3 separate regions of the Hordeum vulgare genome follow, and regions 2 and 3 are each linked to region 1. A link is a contact called in public Hi-C data. All regions are on one chromosome and are shown on one strand. Each heading gives the region's core, a stretch centred on a gene start, on an enhancer-like site or on the middle of the called end of the contact. The rest is flanking DNA. Distances are from core to core; before and after follow the strand shown. Region 1 holds the start of LOC123442915 (2-oxoglutarate-Fe(II) type oxidoreductase hxnY). Region 2 has its middle 27 kb from the start of LOC123445821. Region 3 holds the start of LOC123442916 (transcription factor MYBS3-like).

Evidence for each region. A called contact is a pair of places that touch in the nucleus more often than the background predicts.
Region 2: a contact with region 1 is called in a Hi-C map of leaf, with 6 times the contacts expected there. The contact joins the enhancer-like site here to the promoter of LOC123442915 in region 1. A contact is called at or near these places in 6 of 6 Hi-C or Micro-C datasets (leaf, seedling and an unstated tissue) and 1 of 1 datasets of contacts at active chromatin or transcription factors (embryo).
Region 3: a Hi-C map of seedling shows a contact between it and region 1, with 2.4 times the contacts expected there. The contact joins the promoter of LOC123442916 here to the promoter of LOC123442915 in region 1. A contact is called at or near these places in 2 of 6 Hi-C or Micro-C datasets (leaf and seedling).

The regions. Positions count from the first base shown.
Region 1 is chr3H:47,762,387-47,765,386 of MorexV3_pseudomolecules_assembly, reverse strand. LOC123442915 (2-oxoglutarate-Fe(II) type oxidoreductase hxnY) reads left to right here and starts at 1,398. Exons shown (of 11, transcript XM_045119096.1): 1 at 1,398-1,737; 2 at 2,995-3,000. The coding sequence starts at 1,651.
Region 2 is chr3H:47,901,212-47,904,563 of MorexV3_pseudomolecules_assembly, reverse strand. No RefSeq gene overlaps it. Among protein-coding and RNA genes, the nearest start is that of LOC123445821, 27 kb to the left of the region's middle. Within about 2 kb of position 1,928, at least 1 of the 3 cell types and tissues checked has open chromatin away from gene starts, as enhancers often do.
Region 3 is chr3H:47,960,885-47,963,875 of MorexV3_pseudomolecules_assembly, reverse strand. LOC123442916 (transcription factor MYBS3-like) reads right to left here and starts at 1,517. Exons shown (of 3, transcript XM_045119100.1): 1 at 1,048-1,517. The coding sequence starts at 1,360.

The DNA.
Region 1 (3,000 bases), core at 149-2,648:
TTTGTTAATAATTTCAATAAACCTAATTTTAGTTAACCTAGTTAGTAAAAAATTAGTTAATCAGCCCTAGGCCTAATGCACAATTTAGGATCACAAAACATAATTTCGAAAGCCTAATTGGAATGACAAACCCTAATCCCCTATTTAAAATCAGAAAAGAGGGGAAGATTAGGAACACTTACAGTACACGCCGATTCCATGTGTCCAATCTTGGCTGCAGCTAGGGTTCGCCATCCGCAACCGCTGCTCGTCGACAGCGCCGGCTTCGAAAAATCGTCGTCGTCGGTCGTGTACACAGAGTTGGAGTCGTCATCGTCGCCACCGCCGTCGATTCCCCCTGATGCACCATAACCGAAGCGGGAGGTCTTCGTCGCCGCAGTGTGCCACAGTCGCTGACGCCATGGCCGTCACGTGTCGGAGTCGCGGACGCCATTGCCTATCGGGAGAGATAAGGTTTGAGGGGAGAGGTGCGGGTGCGAGGGGGCTAGACGAAACGGTTCGACCGAACCTGGCTAAGAGTGACCGGGCCGGACTCGTCCTCGTCAGTGCGAGGGCACGCGCCGATACGCCAGCGTGGCACCTGACTGCCGGGCCTAATCGGTCAAAAAGGGCGTCAATACATATAAACAACGAGTTTAGCGTTTTTTGCAACAGGCTGTCCCAAAGTTGGTACTGACATATGAAGATTACAAGTATTGGTACCAATCTACACGTATTGTCCCATTTTTGATACCTCCATGCAATTAACTGAATTTATTCTGGTCCTTCCGGTAATGTGCATTCAGCGAGAGAAGACGTTTCCGTTAACTACAACGGCGTATGTACTGAATTCGTTAATTTTAAGATAATATATCGACTTGGCCGCTCAAATATCTTATACAATAGAATGTGCGTGTATGCGTTTATAAAAAATGAGTGTACATGAAAAATATCAAGTGTTCCCATCCTTGAGATGCTTCATGTTTATAGAAAATGAGCGTACATGGAAAATATCAGGTGTTTCCATCCTTGATATGCTCCCTATGCTTCAATCAATTTTAATTGTTTCCAAAATTCTGGAAAAAAAAATGTAAATATACATTGAGAAACCAAAAGGACAAATTCAGATGTGAATATTGTCAAGGCGAACACGAAGATGATTGCCGACTCTTTTGTGATTCTCTTTGACCCGTCCTCTTCGATCGAGCGAAGGAAAGACCAGGGAAAATTCCCTTCCATCAAACGCGACCCATCCGTCCACTCGACGAGGCGATTAGATTCGGATGACATCAATGAGTCAGCATCAGCATCAGCATCAGCATCAGCAAAAGCATATAAAGTGCTCAAATGAAAAACAAATAGTTGTCCATACAAAAGGAATCGCATTGTTTTTTTCTTGGCCCTCCGCAGCCACCAAGAGAAAGGTGGCCTCGCTTTTTTTGCCCTGGCAAACCTTCTTCCAAATTCCACCAACCTCCAGCCTCCGCCCTATAAATCGCCCCGCCGGCGCCAATTCGGCGACCCACCGAGCCAGCCACCTCTGACCCTGGGCGCATCCAAACAAAGGAGGGAGTCGCGCCCAGTCTACGCTAGCGGCCGATCACATCACCAGCTGCAGGCAGGGGATTAATTAAGCGGTGGGGGCGGGGAAAGCGCGGCGGCGGCGGCGGCATGGAGAGCTCGACATCGAGGACGAGACTGAATTGCATCAGCCTGGCGGACCCCGACACCCAGAGATCGGTCGCGCTCCTCAAGCAGGTTCGTTTCTTGATTTAGCCGCGGGGAATTTTGGTCCCTGGGCGGCGCATCAACGGCGGAAAGCTTGTTAGAGTAGCTTTCTTTCCCCAGATTCTCCCGAAAGTCGGCCACGGCTCGATCATGTGCCACCTTTTTGGGGCTATTAGCTGTATATATGCATAGTTTATTTCATACAGCATGTTCGTCAAAAAAGAGAGAGAGAGAGAGAGAGAGAAAACAGAAGAGGAAAGAGGTAGGAATCTGCTTGTTCACAAGGCAGGCTAGCGAGGTTGGGTTGCAGTCAATATAGAAGAGGAAGACAGAAGTGGTTAGCAAAAAAGTTCAGCAAAAGCAATGAGCCTGGCCTCTCTGCTTTTTTTCGGTAGTGTTGGTTATTGTTTATTGAACACAATAGCAGTATTGAATTGTACTCGTCATATTTCAGTTGTTGCTCTGACCTCGTTTACATGATCTATGTTTGAGCATTCTGCTTTCGGAGACCAAGGCTTGTCAATGGGAAGTGACCTAGAGTGACCTGCCATCTCTTACAGTTTGTTAAGATTTGTTGTGTTTCAAGAAAAGTCCAATTTTGTCCCCAAGGACGTGGACGGCATTTAAATTTCTATTTATTAGTTAGAGTCTTGAAATGTGCAGGGGCAAGGCTTGCCTCGTATACTCCTTCCCCAGACCCCCACCCTGCTGGTGTGGGAGCTTCTAGCACTGGGTCTGTCCTTTTAGGTGGAGTCTTAGAAATACATGTAAAAACGATTTGCAGTAGCGTGCATTTTCAAATAGTATCCTGATTATGCCAGGCTTGTCCTCTTGCATATAAAAAATGCATATATTCTGAAAAGGGACATGTGTGCCTGTTACAGTAAGACATCAGTCGTTATTACTGAACTCCTACTATCATCATCCCTGTTCTAGAAGTAGATAGCCAAAGTAACCCATGCAGTAAGGATTTCATTTTGGGAATAATAATTTTCTACTTGAGCTATGAACTACTTTCCAATACCATTATATATGTGCCATGTTTTCCTGTCACTTACTCTCTTAAATAACTATAGTTCACCATCGTCTAAAATTTCATTCATCGCAAACTATGGTCTTGTTCTGTTATTGCATTACATATCAGAAAGTGCAAGAAATGGGCCACTAAGAATGCCATAATGCAACCGTATGTTATATGAACGTGGTTAATATGCTGGTAGCTCTGTTTCTTCTAATAGCTTTGGACCATATTGTTTCTTAAAAATATATTCCATATTTTTTTCTTAGGCATGC
Region 2 (3,352 bases), core at 679-3,178, 140 kb before region 1:
TTCAAGAAACACGACCGTGTCTCTTGCGAAAGCAAAGTCATGCCTCTCGTGAAAGCAGAAAAAACTTGCCTCTCACGGACGAAAAAAAGAAACAAAAAACATTTTTTCATTTTCTAGGGATACGATCGTGCCCTCACAAAAGCAAAACCGTGCCTCTTGCGGAAACAAAACCGTACCGTCCGTGAAAGAAAAAAACAAAAAACATATCTCTCGCAAACGGAAAAAAAAACAAAAAAAAACACATTTTTTCTGTTTTCGAGAGGCATGCCCGTGCCTCTGGTGAATTCAAGCCGTACCTCTCGCGGAAGTAAAACCGTGCCTTTCGCAAAATAAAAAAAAATATGTTATTTTTTCCGTTTCTGAGAACCATGGTCGTGACTCTCGCGAAATTAATACGTGCCTTTCACGAGAGCAAAATTGTGGCTCTCAAGGAAGGAAAAAACGCGATTTTGTTTTTGTTTTCGAGAGACACGGGCAGACGTAGTAAATCCATGCCTCTCATGCAAGAGAAAACCGTGCCTTTCAAGAAAGAAAATAATCGTCCAAACGCTAAGAAATACCAGTGGAAAACTGAAACAAAAAAACATGAGAAAACCCTCCTAAAGAGCAAAAAACACGTGCACAGATATAAAAAATAAATTCAAACGGAATGCTTAGAACATGACACGAGATGGTGGCTGAGGCGCCAACTGGCGATGCGTGGGAGTGATCGTTGGAAGGCTCCCGAAGGAGCGCTCGCCAATTAATTGCCCTCTAGTGTATTTGTTCACTTCTTTTGGTTTTTTATTTTCTTTATATGGTTTTTTATTATTTTTTCTTCTATTTTTCATTTTATTTTTCAAGATAATTTTATATTTTTTGAACTAAGTTCATATCCAAAAACTTTTCTGCAATTTCAAAAAATGTTATTGCTTTTAAAAAATGTTCCAATTTTTTTTTAAATCGTTTTGAAAAAATGTTTTAGATTTTCAGAAAACTTTCTTGTTTTTTTGTAAAATGTTACAACTTATTTTTTCAAAATTGAGAAAATATTCTAGCGATAAAAATATATTCCTATTTTCAAAAATTGTTTGCAAATATTAGAAATTGATCACGTTTTTATTTTTTTCTAAAGATAAAAATATACAATAGCTTCAGAACGGGGACAAGGTTTTAAATTCAGAACAAATTTTTTAAAGTGGGTACAATTGGAAAATCCTGAAATTGTTTCGACATGAGAACATTTTATATATAGGTGAACAAAATATTGAAACCGAAACTTTGTTCTAAAGTTCCGAACATTTTTCGAAAACATGATTTTATTGATGTATTTATATATTTTTTTATAGAAAATTACCTTTGATTAGGTGAAAAAAATGTGAAAACAAGAACATTTTTTGAAAATTGTGAACAATTTATAAAACAGGAAAAAGTTGAAATCCCTGTAATTATTTGAACTTTTCAAAAAATTCAAAAAAAAAACTTCTGAGCAATTTTGTAAAAATGAGAATATTTTTTGAAATTTCCTAATTTGTTTTTCGAAAATGCAAACATCATTTTAATTTATAACATTTTTTGAAAACAATAACATTACTGAGAATTTGAACATTTGTTTAAAAGAACGAATATTTTTTATGTTTCCATACAATTTTCAAAACATGAAATTTACAAAATAAATTAAAATATAGCTGAAAAGAAAAATAAAAAGAGATTTTTGAGCAATTTTTGAAGCGGGGATATTTTTTGAAACATTTACATTTTAACAATTTTTAACACGGGCACATTTTTTGAAGTTCCACATAATATTTAAATAACCTTCCCAACAAGTTTTGAAAATCCAAACAAAATTTTCAAAAAGGGAAATATACACATTTTCACAGAGGGGCGACCACCGTATCGCTGCTCGATTGCTCGCGTGTGCGAAGCGCCGGCAGTTCGACGTAATAAGCGGCAAATAGAGAATTCCAGGGCGAGATACCTCTTTCGCGTACACGCTATGGTACATAGGCCTCATCCCAGTAAAAGGATTTCTTTCGTTGTGTCCCAGAGAAAAACTAGTTGGCGAACATTTCTTCGAGAGCCTCCCAACGATCACTTCCATGTTCCGTTATGTGACGCATTCTCAGCCACCGCCACGTGTTGCGTCCTAAGTGTTTTCCTCTGTTTTTTTTTATTTTGTTCACACATGTTTTCTGTTTTTAAGGTGGATTTTTATGGGGGTTTTTTGGTGTTCTGGTTTTTCATCATTTTTCTTAGCTTTTGGACGAAAAAAAATCAAAAACCTTTTTGACGCAAAAAAAACGTGATTTTTTTTCCAATGCTCAAAAAGCATGGTTTTTTCCTTCGCGAGAGGCACAATCTTAATTTTGCAAGAAGCATGATCGCACTTCTCGAAAATGGAAAAAAATATTTTTTATATTTTTCTTGAGAGACACGGATTTGCTATCGCGAGAGGCACGACCATGCTACTAAAAAAAATCTTTTTCTATGTTTTCTTCGTGTGAGGCACGTCCGTGCCTCTCAGAAATGAAAACACCTATTTTTTGTTTTTATTCGTGAGAGGCATGATTTTTCTTTCGCGAGAGACACGAATTTGTTTTCGCGAATGCCTCTCAAAAATGAAAGAAAACTTGTTCTATGTTTTTAATTATTTCGTGTGAGACACGGTTTTGCTTCTACAGAGGCATTTTCGTGCCTCCCGAAAACGAAAAAAATGTGCTTTCCTTTTATTTTCCTTCCGCAGGAGGCATAATTTTTCGTCTTTTTTTTATTAAAAAAGTATGTTAAAACCTATCAACAAATGATCTAGTCTTGAAAATCTCGATCAAAATAATTCAACGATGAAAACTGCTTAAGATTTGGATGCATGGTTTAAAAGATAAAGCATTTTAAAAATAACGGATTTATAAAAAAAAACTTCCAGGTTGTGACAAGTGGTACACATTAGTGTATCACTTATTATGTGCCACTTATCTCATCCTGGAAAGATGGGAATGATTTTCAAAAAAAATATTCCTCAATTAGTGATTTTGTGCATCCAACGCTGCCTCGTACTAGGCCGGAATGCTATATCTCGTTTACTGCGAGTATAGCATTCCTCTAGCCTGAACACGGATGTCGCGCCTGCCCATTAGCATAGGTCGTTCGCTCGCTTCGTTAGCTCAGATCACTCGCCTTGCTCTGTGGACATACTGCCTGGTCTGTTTCTGTTTTTTTTTTTCGGTTCTCTATTGTTTCTTCATTGGGTTTCTTTGATTTCTATTTTTACTAGTTTTCTTTATTTATTTCATGGTTTTTACTGCTTTTTATTTGCACTTATTTCTTCATTATTTTTATTCTTCTTTCCTTTTTAGATTTTTCTTTTGTTTTTATT
Region 3 (2,991 bases), core at 268-2,767, 200 kb before region 1:
TACAGTCCCTTTGAAGCCAAGTGCCAATAATAAAGTACCCCAGGGCGGGAGTACAATCATACAATAGAATAGCATATCACTGCAAACATCTAGGACTGGTCAAACCAGCTGGAAATTAATATGGCTAGATTCTTTTAGGATCAGGTGATTAAATAAAGGTCAAAGAGACATCAGGGCGGGACTTGTGGGGCTCTTTTATTCGTGGCCAGTCACTGTCGCCCCGCAATGTGATCTACAGAGGCCTTGTGATGCACATGTGGAGGTAAGTTATTAATCAGGTGAGAAAAGATGTGGAGGTAAGTTGATTTGTGTCGGCCATTCTGGACGGTTCATAAATATCGCATGGAAACAATGGTATCAGCGGACAAATTCTGAGCATGTGTTCAAACTATTGACATCCATTCAAAAATAATTTGCTTATGTAGGAAGAACAAAAAATAGAGAATTTTTGGAGCGCTTGTTGGTTTCTTCAATGGAACTGGGACTTCGCGCGCTTTGATGTTTACTCTATTATTTAAAGGAGATTTGCTTATCATTAGTATGGCATCTTGGTTGCATATGAATCTTCAGAGAAGCGAAAGTATACGAGGAACTAAAAAGAAGAAGGGTAAACTATACGATTCACCTAAAAAATTATGTTTTCTATAGTACACAAGATGCGGTACCTGAAACAATATAGTACATAATTTGGAGCAAACTAACTAAATAATTAGAGATTAAAAACACTAAATAATTAGGGGAGACGACAAGCTCTTTCCTCTACTAACTGGAGGTTTTATTTTATTCATCATACCGCTAAGGCTAAGCGCTGCATGAGGCGCCGCGGTAGGTAGATGCACCTGAAGGCGATGAGTTAACCAGAAGCAAACAGATGCGCCAATGGCAGGAAACCAAGACGCCATTTTCCTAGCTCGCTCACGGAGGTAATTCAAGGAGAAGAGCGTTTAAAGAGTGGTGAATGTTCTACAGCATTTCACTCATTCAAGCAGAGGAGATCGTAATCAAGATACGAGCAAGCAAGCCATTGACGGAAGATCTTAGCAGTACCTTTCTTGCGCTCGGCACGGCCATTGGTCGAGCAGGAGGCGTGCATGGGGTCGTCGGAGACATACCCCGGCGCGCCCTCGCCCCCTCCCCTGGCGACCCCGCCGGGCCCCGGCCCCGCGGCCGGGGACGAGCCCCCGGACCCGCCGCCCCCGAGCGACGACGCGATGCAGCTCATGCTCGCGCTCTTCTTCATCGCGGCCACCGGCGGCGACGTGAGGTGCACGCCGAAGAGCCTGACGCCGCCGCCGGAGCGGGCGGGGCAGGTCCGCGCGTTGTGGCCGTTGTTGCTGCAGTGCGAGCACCGCCTCGTCATCCCCACCGCCGGCGACCGCGCCGCTGTGCGTGTTCGTGCGTGCGTGCGTGCGTACGAGGAGCGCTGGGGGCCAAAGGAAGCGTGCCGCCAGATGTGTCGCCGTGCGCGCTCAGTTCCTTCCTTCTCTCCGGAGAGAGAGGGAGAGGTGGCGATATTTCTGGGTATTTATTGAGAGAGAGGTTGAGGCTTGGGACGAAATGACAAGAACGGCCATCCTTTTTTAACGGATGGATGGCGGTAAACTCCACTTGTACACAACCACTCCGCCCTGCGGCGGTATCCGAGGAGCTCGCGTGTGCTTTTTCTCTATCTTTAGAGCATGGTTAATAGTATAGCCAACTGCTGGCTATAAGCCATCTTATAGCCCACCTTATAGCTAGCTTGTACAATAGTTAGCTATAAAAGAGTATTACTTTTATCATATATGACCCACCTTTCATTCTCACAAAACACCTAGGAGCACGTGCTAGAGCTAGCTCTTCACGAAGAGCCCGCTTCCCTTCTCTCTCCTCTTCTCTATCATACAACTCGGCAAAAATATAGTATTTTAATCCTTACAGTCTGCTGAGTGTACCTTATTGTACTTGCTCTTATCGTAACTTGCTAAAAGGCGACCAATGTTTATTTTAAGCTTACGCACACTCACTCGGTGCAAACTATATGGACGTGTTTGGTGGCCCACGTACATTTAATTAGATCGAGTTAGGTCAAAAAGAACATGTTTGATTTCATACAGGATGGGCTGGTTCTCATTGACAGTAAACTTAAAGCAGCTTTGAGCATGACTCACTGAAAATCCTCGAATCGACAGTTTCAACAAGTCACACTGAGCATGGCGTAAAGGGGACGCAGCTCGCATGCTCGGGAGCAATCCGAAATCGAGTGGGGATGGCGGGAAATGGAAATCGGCCGCGGCATGACGACGCCAAATCTAGCCTCGCCCCTCCCCCCTCCCCCTCCCCCAATTTACTCTGTCACCACTACCTCCAGGACACACACTTCCTCTAGCCTCATCACCGACAACGGCGGCGACTCATATCTGCGCAAGATGATGCGTCGGAGGCGGCAGACACAGATGGAGACTCTCCCGCAACAGGAGTTGTTGCTCCCCTCCCTGTTGGCCACCGCGGTCGTCCTTGACTCAACTATGCCCCCCCCCCGTCCCTTCGTCGTCGTCTTCTGCGATGTCGGTAAGCAACACCCCCTCCCCCCTATGTTAGGCCATTAGGCAAGGTGTAGGATTGCTTTCCTCATTGCTCAACACACCATCGATGTCGACTAGGTTATGGACGCACACATGAAGCTGGTAGTTCATGTTGCAGCACTAATAGTTGTGTTTAAGGCATGGATCATGTTCATGCACAAGAGAGTTGTTCGTCGTGGTGAGAGGCATGTTATCACTTATGATCCAATGCGTATTCGCATCAGGAGAGGATGACGAATATGAACTATATCTGCAACTGCAACGATACATAGGCTCTGTGGATGGTAAGAATGAAATGAGCACCATTTGCCAGGCTTGTCGAGACATTCAGGAGCATGGGGATGCTACAAGATAGCACCCACACCAGTGTGGAAGAGCAAGTGGACATGTTCCTCCATGTTGTTGGTCATAACTAGAGGTTCATGGT